2 separate regions of the Mus musculus genome follow, and region 2 is linked to region 1. The links are chromatin contacts, called in public promoter capture Hi-C maps. All regions are on one chromosome and are shown on one strand. Each heading gives the region's core, a stretch centred on a gene start, on an enhancer-like site or on the middle of the called end of the contact. The rest is flanking DNA. Distances are from core to core; before and after follow the strand shown.

Region 1 (6,359 bases), core at 1,859-4,358:
CAAAAGGCAGACCGCTTCCCAGATCTTGTCTTAATCGGAGTTAGCTTGCCTGGAGCAAGCCAACACTGCAAGGCTTTGGCTAAATGGCCACCCTGACTCATATCATTAAGAGGATTTGCCATCATGTATGAAGGTAGATGAGGGTCTCCATTCCTTCTGGAGTCATTTCCCGCAGCTGCTGGACCTACAGGAGCCCAGCATCCATCCATCTTGATGAGAAGCGATTGCCCCAGTTCAACCAGCACAGGCGCCGCCCCGCGCCATTTATTTATTTTAACAAGTTCATCAGAGCACACATGGCTGGTGTGTCACCAGCATGCTGCTTTTCTTTCGCTGTCTGTGCTAATTGTATAAATACGCCCAGAGGCTCGATAGAACTCCTAACTCAGCCTGCCATGAGTGGCCCACTCAGGGCGTGGGCTGTGGCTATTTCAAAGCAGGGCTTGTTTCTCTTGAGGCTGGCAGTCTCTAGTCTCTTGATTACATTTGTATGCTGGGCCTTTTTGAAGCACTTAGACACAGGAGGGAAGGTTCTGCAGAAGGCAGCTGTCCCTGCTGGCACTCTGGTTCCAGAAAATACCAACTCTTATCCCCAGCCCCTTCTGTCCTGGGATTATGTTGTAGGGCAAATGGGCCAACTTAGGGCTCAAGGGCTGGCCACCTTGAGGAACGAATGCTTTTGCCAGGCTGTGCTCAGACGGCTGTCACCAGTGATTGATGGTGAGGTGGCGGGAGGCTGTTGGACTGGGGCCAGTCCTTGGGAACAGATGATAAATTTGGGACCCATATCACAGGTGGTGGAGAAGAGGGTGAAATGAAATAAATGTGACCAACTTTTATTCTGAAAGCATGAGTTTGGGGATTTCCTGGTTTACGCTGGGGGTCTCCTCGGGTTTAAGCCCCCTGTCTCCTCCACATCCCCGTTCACATCCCGACCTATAAATTTCATTTTAATAAAAGAGGTGTCTAGCCAAGAGATGGAGCAATTTTTAAGGCTACAAATGTCTCCCTGGCTGACCCCCATGTTTCACACATTTCATCTCTAGCTCTAGATGCCCCTTCTGTGTCTGTGTTGTGGGTATGCCAAAAACAAAACAAACAAACAACAAAAGAGAATAAAAAACCAAAAGCAATAGACCACTGTGCTTTGAAACGCGTCCTGACATGGAACAAATCGGTCTGAGGAGGGACTCTTGACTTGGAGCTGGCATGGCAGGCTAGGGGAATGGAAACCCAGGACCCAGAGAGGCAAGATCCAGAGCAGTAGCCAGAGAGCTCAGACCACTGTCTCCTGCTACCCTGATTCATCTCTCACACCCCACCCCACCCAAACCTCCTGGAGTCTCAGGTCCACCTGTTGGCACAGCTGTGAAGCATCTTGCTGTCCCGTTCCTAATGGGCTTCCAGGGCTCGGGTTACAGGCTGTGCTGGGGCCCAGAACAAAGCTGGGGAGAGGCACCTTCTAGGTCTTTCTGCTTGCTGGTAGATTTCTATTCCCCGGTGCTGACCACAAGCTTTCTGTTCTAGGGCCAACCTCCTAAGCCACTAGCCTTGCTAGTGTGTACCCAAAGCAAGTCCTCGGACCCATGCCAGCCCTCTTTCAGATGGCACTCACCCCGCAAAGCACTTAGCGTTTTAACTTCACAAATACAGGAGACTGCCCTCGGTATGTGAAGCATGTCACATACCACACAAACCTTTGTCCCAAAGGTCTCTTTTCATGCGACCTGTCACTATATCACCCTGTGGCCAAAACCCCTAAGGTGTGGCCACCCCCCCCCCATGTGCCCTCCTCCTCGTCTGGCCTTTATTCACATCCTTGAGTCTCTTATGGACAAAATGTATTTATAGTTAGAGTTTTGCTGAGGCACCTGGCTATGATCCAACCATTTGGAAGGCCGAGGCAAGCGGGTGGCACATTAGAGCCACACTGGTTGCATAGGAAGCTCAAGGCTTACTTTGGTTCTGTAACCAGGCCCTTTCTCTTGATGCCTCCTCCACCTCAGATTTGCATTTGATAGGGGTGATGGAAAACATTCACTTCTTAAATGACAGTAATGACCCGAAGTTGTCTTTTCAAATAGGCGTATTCCAATACGCAAAAGTTAAAAACCACTTATCCCTCCCAGAAGGTAAGGAAAAGCCTGGTGATGTGAGGCAGGCTAAGGAGAGGCCACATGGTGCACCAGCTGAGCGTAAGGCTGAGCCCAAGTCTATGCTTTGGCTCTTATTAGCTGGACTATGACAACTTAGGATGCAGCACTTGGGGCTGATGTCCCTCAGTGTGGGAGCACCATGACTGGGGTGCTCCAGGCTGCTGGGGTGCCCATCCTGCTGTAACAACGGCTCCAAGAGCTGGGTCGCACCTGTTTTCCCTAGTGAAAGCTTTGCCTGTGGGCAGAGTCCAAACCTCTCACTATGGCTCTCAGACCTGTCTCTACTCAGTTTTTGCAGAGTTTTCCTGTGACATTTGTCACCCCTTCTGACCTGCACCTCCAAGCCACCTGCTTGGCTTTAAGCTTCTGCTTCTGTCCTGCCCTCTGCCAAAGGGTTCCTTTCTCTCTTGTCCATCAGGTAAACCCTAGTGTTCACAGACTTGTGTGAATACCAGCCCCTCTGTGTGTCCTAGGGCATTCCAGTCTGAAATCCCAACATTCTGTAGGCTGAGAAAGATGGATCAAGAGTTCAAGGCCAGCCTGGACGGAAGATCAAGACTGTCTCAAAATGAGCCGGCTCCTCTCAAGAACATTGATAGCGCTTGGGCACAGCCAGGATGAGACCTCAGAAAGAGCAGGACCTCACCAAAATGTTTCCACCCAATTGTGAAAAAGAGCTAAATTGCTCTTAAGTCTGATGACTTCTTTCCTTAATTAATTAACAAATGCTCATACTAATGAATCAGAAGAGCTTAATTCATGTCTCTATTTTGAAAAAAAATAAAAAGAAGTGAAATTGTTCCAGCACCCATTTGCCAAATGTTTATACCATCTAAAGTATCAGGTATGTGCTTATTCAAAGTGCTGATAACCCTGTAAAATCATAAGAGAGCATACATAACGTAGTGGCATTCCCAGTATGCTCCAGTAAACAGCAGGCTGGTGAGAAGACACTTGAGCAGAACTCTGCTTTCCTCCTCAAGAGGCCTCCCGAGCCTTGGTAGCCACTTTCCGTAGCCAGGGCCACTTGTCTGCAACTTTGTTTGCAATCCACTCCACCAGGCCGGCTGGCGCTTTGAGCCCAAGCCTTAAGGATCATTCCGAGAGACTCGACCTCACTTGCACTTGCAAACCCTAAACCCCCACATTTTCTACAGAACCAGTGATTTCCATTTCCGATTAGCTCTGTTCCTGTGTGGTAAGATGTTTCCTTGTGACAATCTAGAGGCTGAAGACAAAGATCTGTGTTGAGCTTGACTCTATGCACCCAGTGCAAACAGCAGAGGCTGAGAACCCTGTCTCTCGGAGTTCTGCCCAGCAGTGGCATTGTAAATGGACATTGTCGTGTTGGAGTGTGCTCGAACTGTACCTGCAGTACCCTCCATTTCCTTTGGCTTCTGTCTCTGGCCCCCTGTTCTTCCCACCCCGACTCCCTGATGCAAATGGCAGCATACACTCTTCCCCCTTTCCTCGTTTCTGCTTCAGACATCGAGGGTGAGGCGAGGGCTCCCATTGCCAACATCAGGAATAGTGTCAATATTCCCAGTATCACACTAAGTCCTATCAAGGGACATTCCACAGGAACAAGAGTCTGGGACCAAGTAACGGCCCCCAGGGGACAAACCCACAACTGTGGATCACTCTCAGCTGGCTGACCCCAGGAGGCTGGCACTTTTTCTCATTATTCATTTCAGGACCCAAGACATGAGATGGTGCCACCCACATTCATGGTAGAGCCCCTCTCTACAGTTAAACCTCTCTCGAAACTCCCTCAGAGACATCAAGAAGTGCGTCTCAGAGCTGATGATAAGAGTAATAGAGCTGACAATCCACTAGCCATTGCATAATCCTTAGTCATGACTGACAGGCCACGTTGACATGAGCGGATCTGGGACCTGAATGAATCCTGCAAAAGTGAAAGCTACCCCAAGGGACGATGGCTACCCTGATACTGTTTGTTGCTCTATTCCTTACTGTTGGGCTCTTCCCACCGCACACGACACTTGCTGTCAGGAACATCTCTGCGGACTGGCCTTGGTTCATGTTCAAGTATTCTGTAGGGAAGTGACTGGAGGTAGAATCATTGGACCAGTTTCACTTTTAATTTTAGAACTCCTGCCAGATTTTTCTCAGTTAAATTTCTCTTCCCTGGAATAAGAAAGAAGTAGGAAAATGCTGGCAATGAGGGACAAAGTGCAGTGGTGCAGTAATTGCATGGCGTGTCTAAGGCCTGTTTCAATCCTTCATGACAGCAAAAGATAAATAAAAGGTTTTTTTTTCCACATCATGCAATGTTAAACTATTGAAAATTAAAATCAGTTGCACTCTGATGGGTAAACACACTGTTGTGTTGCATTTCCTTGGTAGTTAATGAATCTGAATTATTATTTTCTTTATTTTGATCTTGTGTGTTTGCAAGGATGCATGTGTGTGTGTGCATGTGTGTGTGTTGCTTTAGGTCAAACCTGTCCCCTATGCTGGAGAGGCACTCTTCCACTAAATTCTATTCCTTTATCTGAACATTTAATTCTTTTGTTATGCTAGTCTCTGAAGTCAGGTCATCTGAGGCACAAGGACAGGTCCTGAGCTTCCACAACTTCCTCTGGATTGGGGTCATGCCCTGCGTCTTCCTGTTACTACCGATTCATGGTGACACTGTTACCTGATTGGTCGAACTTTGATGCTCTGTGGTAGAAGTCTAACAAAACCACTGGCATTAGCCCTGACTTTCTAGTCTTTTTGGTTCCAACACAACTATGATTTCTTCAACATTTTAATCAGGATAGACTTCTTGAGGAAGAGTCTAGAGTGGCTGGTAGGGTGCTCCTGAGAAGAGAAGCCATTCCAGTTGACAGGGTTGGATAGCACAATGTGGACTCCCCATCCCTCTACACATACCTCTTTCTGGTTACAGAACCTCATTACAAAATGAGCTATTAGGCTGACAGCCCAATTCACCAGGGCTGGGCTCCCCGGGACCCAGTGTACCCCAGAGAACTGGCACCAGCCCCAAGAGAGGGCACAGCCGTGAAAGCTAATGTTACAGGTAATTCTGGCAATTAAGAACCACATTCAATTAAATGGATTTGTATCTCATTACTTGGGAGGCCCAGCAGTCTGGGGTTGGTCCCCAGTGGAATTAGGCACCAAGGACTCCCAGTTCTTAGCCCAAGATCCCCATCGTTATCTCCAGTCCAAAAATGTCCTTCCCCACCCTGTCTAGCAGCTCATGGCAAGACACACGTGCCTTGGATCATCCCAGTGTGCCACGCCTCTACCCACAGTTTGGCAGAGCACACTGAAAGTATAACCTTGAATCCTACAGAATCCTTGTCTACAGGAAAAGAAACTAAAACCATGAACTATAAAACCCGACTCACTGCTCTGTTAACTCAAAGCCAGAGAGCCCGAGATCCACACTCTCTCGCTTACAGCAGTCAACACTGGAGTTTTGTCTGCTAGTTGTGTGTGTTCTTGTCCAGCTGGACCACTATTTTCTTACTATTTCCTCACTGGGAAGAGTTTTCCTCTGGTGGTTAGACTTGGGAAATCACCCTGGGGCTGGGGTACACACTGAGCATGTTTACTTAGGTATTTGTGTATGATCTGAAAACAAGTGCCACACAGTGCCATGCACCCCTCGAGCATTGTCTCATTGACTGCCAGGATTCCACATTGAGCCTTACTTGGAAGACAATGGAGGAATATGAGGCTGATTCCAAGGAGGAACAGCCCCACCTCAGGCCTTCTCTCTAGCTGGGAGCAGGGATGTGAGGGACAGAGAACCCTCAGTATCCCCTGAGCCGGGACTCCATCTCTTTCCTTTCTCCTTCCCTCACCATTCTTTCCCTTCCTTCTTCACTTCCTCTTTCCTGTGTTTTATCTTCTCTCACTCTACCCTTCTCTTCCCCCTTTACTACTTCCCTTTCTTTTTCTCTTCCTTCCTTCTTTCCTTTCTTGTCTGTTTGGTCTGGGGACAGAGTCTTGCTATGTGGCCCAGGCTAGCTTCAAACACTTGAGCTTCCTGCCTCTCCCTGTGTCCCCCTAAATACTAGATGTGCAGGCTAAATTGCTCCCTAGCTTTCTAGACTTTGCAGTGCTTGAGCTTCAGTGTCTGTCTATATATTGATGAGAGCATCCTTCCTATAGAGCTGTGTGCCAGGTGAGTAGAGGAAATAATAGCCCTGTTTAGATAGTGGGGTT
Region 2 (6,359 bases), core at 1,618-4,117, 770 kb before region 1:
GAAAGGTCAGGGGCCCGGAAATGTAGTTACACTTCTTCCCCTTCATCCACAGGGATGAGGGATGACCAAAGGAAGCCAGCTACCACTGTCCGAAATTTCTCACCTGTCGTATTGATACTGCCCCAGAGTTGTTTCATAGGGGTAGTAGGCCCCTGGCTGGGTCAGGCTGGGGGCAAAGCTTCCTGCAGCATCCTTGAACTCATACTGAGGATTCTGGTGGGAGAGGAAAAGAAGAGTCAGGACTACACAGGAGAAGGATATAGTTACCCATGTGGGATCAATACCCCAGCACCACCCCCTTGAATTTGCTATGCCATGCTGGGCATAGCTTTTTAATTTCTATGCCTCAGTTTCTCCCTTACTAAGACTGAGGCAAGGAAGGCAGTCATACTGGCAGAGTACTTGGTAGAATCCTAGAAACAGAATAATCAGTGACTGAGTATCAGTACCACAATGGCTGCAGCTTCTGAGTCCCTCACCACATATAGCCCTCCCCAGCATCATCATGGGAGAAATATCCCTGACTCTTGGCATGCATGCTTGTGATTTGGGTAAATTACTTGAACACCTCTGCACCTCAACTACCCACCTGAAAGTCAAGAATCATGTTGATTTACCTACCTTAATGAAGTATAAGAAGTACAAATGTTTCCTAAGCAGTGTGGAGTTCTACAAACTGCAAAGTGCTCTGAACTAGGATTTGTCCTTATTCACTATGCTGTTTCCTCAGCATTGTCTGTCCCATTTAGCTTGTCCCCAGACAAGGTCACAGTAGAGCTCATCTATGCTGATTGTCTATACTCCCAAGTCCCAATATTCGCCAAAGAGTCCCAGGCCCCATTCCATTACTTACCAGTGCGCCACACAGTGTGGGTGGCTCTGGGCCATAGGTCAGGTACCCAGGGTAACTCTGGGCAGCTGCATAGGGTGCTCCATAGATGCCCAAGGCAGCTCCCAGCTCTGGCCGAGCACTGCCCAGCAGCCGACTGTCATAGGGTGTACAGCAAAGAGTAGAGGCAGAGGTGGAGGCTGAGGCCACATCTGACACTGGCCGAGGGGCCGTTTCGCAGCAAGTGGCACTGGAACTTGCAGACACCAGAAACTACAAGAACAGGAAAGGAGTCAGTCATTAAAAGTTTAAAATCTAGAGGGTCCATCGACTGGCTGCAGCCAGAGGAGATTATGCAAGGAAGCTGCCTGATGCCTTTATTCCTTGTTCTACTAACCAAATACCACCAGGTGCAGAATCTCCCTGCTGAGCACTGGCATAGGGATTTCTCGATGACAATTTACCCAAATTGCTCTTATAGATGCCCCCAGGACATTGCTAGGGCTCCGCAGTCCTGGGGAACTTTGGAAATAAGACCAAATCCTTGTCTCTCCCCCTTCTGGGATTCTACAAAGGCAGAATTAAAAGTTAGCCTTCAAGACCATCACCAACATGTCATTCCTGTCCCCACTGTACTAAAAGGGAATCCACTCACGGTCAGAGTAGACCGGTCCAGGATCCCACAGCAGGTCAAAGGTCAACCTGACACTGAGTGCCAAGAGGGGTGTGTGTGTGTGTGTGTGTGTGTGTGTGTGTGTGTGTGTGTGTGTGTGACTATTTTGGAGATAATGGAGAACAGTGATGGGCATTCTCAGACTTCTCCAAGGAAAGCCTCACCACTGCACAACGCCCTGGTTTGGAAACTGGAGGGAAGCTGAAGTAGAGAGCTTAGAAAAGAGTGGGATTTGGGATCGGAGCAGAGGTCAACAAATGAGCAGTGCAGTGCCAATGCGCTGAAGTCCTTTTGTTTTCTCCTGAGAGTACCCTGGCCACCGAATCTGTCCAAGGGTAACCCTGACTACAAGTTCCCTCAGATCCCACCCACCTCGCACACAGAGTGCGTTTCAGGTGGCACTCAAAGAGTGAAAGCTCTCAGACTGGCATCAGGATGTCAGCGGGTGCTGTGGCACATTTCCCGGTCCGTGCTCTTTCTGACTTCCCTTGGGTCAAGGAGAAGAGGAAGCTCGGGGATTACTGGGCATCCCTCTAGCCTGCCTCTGCCACCCCCACCCCCTAACTCTACTCACCTGGGATGTGCTGCCATACGGGTGTCCAAAAGGTGAAAAGGCCATAGCAGGGCGTCTTCAGGGACTTGAGTCCCTCTTTCCTTTCGAGTCCCTTGCTCAGCTCTGTGATTCGATGACCCCAGCAGCGCAGCGCAGCGTCTGGTTTTCTTACAGGGCTGCAGGAGCTGGCCGCCAGTTCGTTGGCAGGAGGGGAGAGACGGGAGGCAGAATCAAAGGCAGAGGGGCTGCCGAGTTCTGCGATTGGTAAGGCACCCCTACGGCCTGTGGGTTCCAGAAGGCAGAGGGGCCCATGGATCGGCGGCAGAATTAGGAAGAAGGAGTAGGGTGCCAAAGGCGCGCAGGGGCAAGGTGAGGTACAGCGCAGCGTCGGGCTGTGAGGTTCCCGAGGTGTCCCAGTCCAAGGTGGCCAGAGGCTCAACGTGACGTCACGGTAATCCCCGGCCGCCAGAGGGGACCGCGGGCCCCGGGGCCCCGGGCCACCGAGTGTGCCAAGGGCAGCCAGCCCGTGTACATGCACGCACTCTCGGATACACTCGTTCTTGCTCTGCGAGGTTTGTGCAACGGGCGAGAAACGTCAAAGACCCTGACCCTCGACTCGCCGCTAGATCCTACCCTCTTTCGCCTGCAGCTCACGCGCGCGCGCGCACACAGACCCTCTCCAAATTCCCCGGGAGAAGTGGGAAATACGCCTCCCGGCGAGCCGTGCGGGCCCAGGGTGCAGCGTGCTCGCCTCCTCCCCTGCGGCCCCCGAGGAGGCAAGAGGCAAGCGGGGCGGCGAGGGAGGAGAGAATACAAAAGAAGAGCCCAGAGGAAACTGGGGGAGGCAGGCAAGGGGGGAGAAAAAGGAGGGAGAGGAGAGCTGAGGAGTCTGATGGCGGGGGTGGGGGGTGGGGGGAGTGGGGTGGGCGAGGGCTGGGAGGAGGCAGAGCCGGAGCAGGTGGAGGAGAGCAGGGGCTCGCAGGACCAGCCTCCAACTACAACCCATCTCCGCCTCTCCTCTGCATCAAAGTTTGTTGGCCCCTCCGTCCCGGGAGCTCTTAGGGTTGGACCAGCTCCAGCAGCTTTGATCAAGCCCCCCGGGCAGCCCATCTGTGTCCTTGGGGATGTGGCTTGGGTCTCAGTTTCCCCAAATCGTTGGCTAATCCCAGCCCTGGCCAGGTCCTTGACCTCTTGGGCGTCTCTGCAGAGGTCTGGCCCTGGGCTAGACCGACGAGCGCCCCCTCCAGATCGAGGTGCAGCCTCTGTAAGAGAGCTCCCATACACGCACCAAGTCTGATCCCTTGCATCTGTAGGCTGCCAGCCAAGAGTCTGGGCCATCTCCGCCAGAGGCCAGGCTTGGCTCCTTCCCGAGTGCCGCCAGCGGTGTCCGCCCCAAGCCCGAAAGCGGGGCGAAGGCTTCACGGCCCCAGGGCTACCTCTGCACTCCTCTTGGGGTGGCGCTGGCGAGCCGTAGAGGAGAGCTCCGGAGGGAGTAGCGCCAGGGACACTCAGCTGGGCCCAATGGTGTAATAAACTCCTTCGCTGGCTTTTCAAAAAAAAGCACCGATGCCTCTGGAAACAGGGGGTTGCTTGCAAGACTTCCGGACAGGGGTGGCCAGTTAGCAAGTGCTATAGATTTTGCACACTTACAGGCTGACACCATTCCGAAGACATGTCTAAGGATCAGGAGGGGCTTGCAGACTGGCGATGAAAGGTCTTAGGTGGCGCTGCTGCGGCACCAGGTGGGGTTTGCAATTCAGAAAGCCTTACCTTTCAGTCGCCCTGTCACAGCGCTAGTGCACTTGACAGGTCTTGGACGGTCCTAGATCTTTACTATACCTCCTCTAGGGGTTCCGGAGTTTGTTCAGGGACAATGTTTTATTTTTCTATTGAAACTCGAGACGGTGTGATCCAGGGGATACTGAGAGCTCTCAGTTCTTGCCAGGAGAAAGAGGCAAGGTTGGGGGCCCAGGCAGGAAGTCCCTCCACAAGTTTGCCTCTGGCCTCTGACTTGGCAAGCCACACCCAGTGACCTCTTTAGAATGGCACTCTAGGCTCAGCATCTGCTCACCTCTCACAGTTTATGTTTAATAGACAAGGAGCTTAAAGAGGGCACAAACCACAGATGAGTCTACAAATCCAGCTGCTGCCACAGGCCATGGTTACCTTGGTGAAACCTTGCTTTTAAACTGGGAGCGTCCTTGTAAGAAAAAGAATTATAGTCGTTGCCAGATTGACGTAGTGGTAAAAAGTCACGGTAATAAATAGATCCCTTGATTTCTCAAAACCCACTTTGGAGCAATCACCCCCTTATAGCTTGGATGTTGCTAAGCTCTCTCCCTCTTTTTTAAAGTGGGAATTGGAAAGGATTCATTAAGTTAGTCCCTTGGGAAAGATTACTACTAATTAATTAATTGCAAACATTTCCAGAGGGAAGGTATGTCAATTGTAAAGTAATAAAATTAGATAGTTGAAATACTTACTCAGCAAATTTGATTGCTTATTCCTCCCTAAGCAGAGGAAAATTTTTTTGACAGACAAATGGGGATGGTGGTGTAAAAAAAAAAAAAAGCATTAGCCCTGTCCCTTGGTGATATTGCAAAGTAGAAACTACCTTATAGGATTTATTGATTTTCCCAGTGATTTATAAGACCTCCGGGGTGTCAATGCTATGTGCAGGGGCTCTGGGCCTACCTCTTGTCTTTGCTCTATGATGTGAGAGAGCCAACAGAATTTGGAAAAGGAAACTCAAAAATTAGTGGGAAAACAAATCGGGAAGAAGAGCTGAGCCCATCACATCATTTTCCTTCTCCTGTACAAGTTGGCAACACACATGCGGAGCATGCTTTCTGTTGAGGCTCTGTTGTCTTCAGAGTTGCCCTACAGCGTGGTGTGGTGGCTTTTAGCTGGATGAATCCTGGGGGGAAAGATTAGCTCTGTCCCTTTTGTATTCACAACTGTGAGAGACCCTGGCTGAATGTATCCTTCCCAGGGGCAGGATGTAAGCCCAGCAACCCACCCCAGCCCCGGCGCTTGGTTGTTAGAATCCATCTTGAAGTATTTTGTGGGATTCCCTGACAATGATTATTATGTGCCTCATGAGAAAACAAAAGCATCAATTTAAGCCAATCTATCTGCCTCTGGCAGAGCCCTCTGGGGCAGGGAAGTCTCTTGGAATGTCTGATTCAGGAATTCTATAGAGTTTGCTTTCGGCTTCCTCTCTCTTTCCGGATTTTCACACCTATAGCCTGGTGCTCTGGGCTCCTCTATCATGTTAGCTTTTCATTGCTTTGCTCAATGATGATTAATTTATTTTTTGGGGGAAAAATCCCCAATTGTATACGGGTGCTCATAGACTCTTATTGAAGCCAGTAAATAAAACCGTCAAATAGAGATGCCCCCCCCCACACCCTGTTATATTGGAGGGAGTCAACAAAACTACTCAATGTCTTTTGAAAAACAACGATATTGGTTCTTTTGTGGTCTTGTACAATGTGTCTGCTGATTTTTCTAGCTGCTCATTAAAACTAATAGGAAGCAAAACTGCACAGAGGCCCGTTTGGACCACAGAGAACGCTAATCCTCAGTGTTCATTTGAAGTTTATATTGCTCCTTGTCAAGCGCACTGATGATCTTGAACAAGTGGAGTAAAAGCTGTGTCTTTGAAAAATAGCTTGAGGAACACCACCTTGAATGGGGATGGGGGGACCAACCAAACCGAGGAAAGCCGAACCATCCTGTAGTGTTTGAGATTTAAAACTGCCCTTGATTTCCCAGCTATTTATACAGATCACCAGAGCTTATGGGGAGGCAAAGAATAACTTCAAATTGCAGATACAGTGAGTGAGTTCAGGCACATAAGGGTAGAGTAGAAACCATGCTAAAATACATTAAAAAAAAAAAAGGATGGTGTATTTTTAGTGACTGTTTTTGAACTGAGAAGAATGAAATTTCCTCCACCCTATGCATGAATGAACAAGTGTATCTGGATAGATGCTGCATCTGGACAGATGCATCCATAATTTATACTGATCAGTCACCGCAGGTCTCCCCGAGTAAAGCCGAAATGAACACTAATTGTTTTGACGGAAGTAGTGTACACAGCATCTGATAGAGAAACACAGTGAGTCCCTGCCTTGCCTGAATACATATTGTGAACAGAAAGGCTGGCATCAGAAGGGGAAGAGAAAAAGGCAGCAATTCCCAGGCGAGGGTGCGGTGCAGCTCCTCTGGAAGGGGCAAAGAGAAAGGATTAACTTCTTAGAGATAGAGTATGAAATGCGCCTGGATTCAGAGAGCGTCGT

What was found. Promoter capture Hi-C pulls out the DNA fragments that hold promoters and counts their contacts.
Region 2: a promoter capture Hi-C map of hippocampal neurons shows a contact between it and region 1, with 4 times the contacts expected there. The contact joins the promoter of Irx6 here to the enhancer-like site in region 1. A contact is called at or near these places in 4 of 39 promoter capture datasets (the 3T3-L1 cell line, the C10 cell line, frontonasal cranial neural crest and 1 more), 1 of 115 datasets of contacts at active chromatin or transcription factors (embryonic hindbrain) and 1 of 9 other capture datasets (liver).

What each region holds. Positions count from the first base shown.
Region 1 is chr8:91,904,165-91,910,523 of GRCm38.p6, reverse strand. No RefSeq gene overlaps it. Among named protein-coding and RNA genes, the nearest start is that of Gm36670, 85 kb to the left of the region's middle. Within about 2 kb of position 3,108, at least 5 of the 459 cell types and tissues checked have an H3K27ac peak or open chromatin away from gene starts, as enhancers often do.
Region 2 is chr8:92,670,797-92,677,155 of GRCm38.p6, reverse strand. Irx6 (Iroquois homeobox 6) reads right to left here and starts at 2,867. Exons shown (of 6, transcript NM_022428.3): 1 at 2,077-2,867; 2 at 854-1,102; 3 at 104-213. The coding sequence starts at 2,121.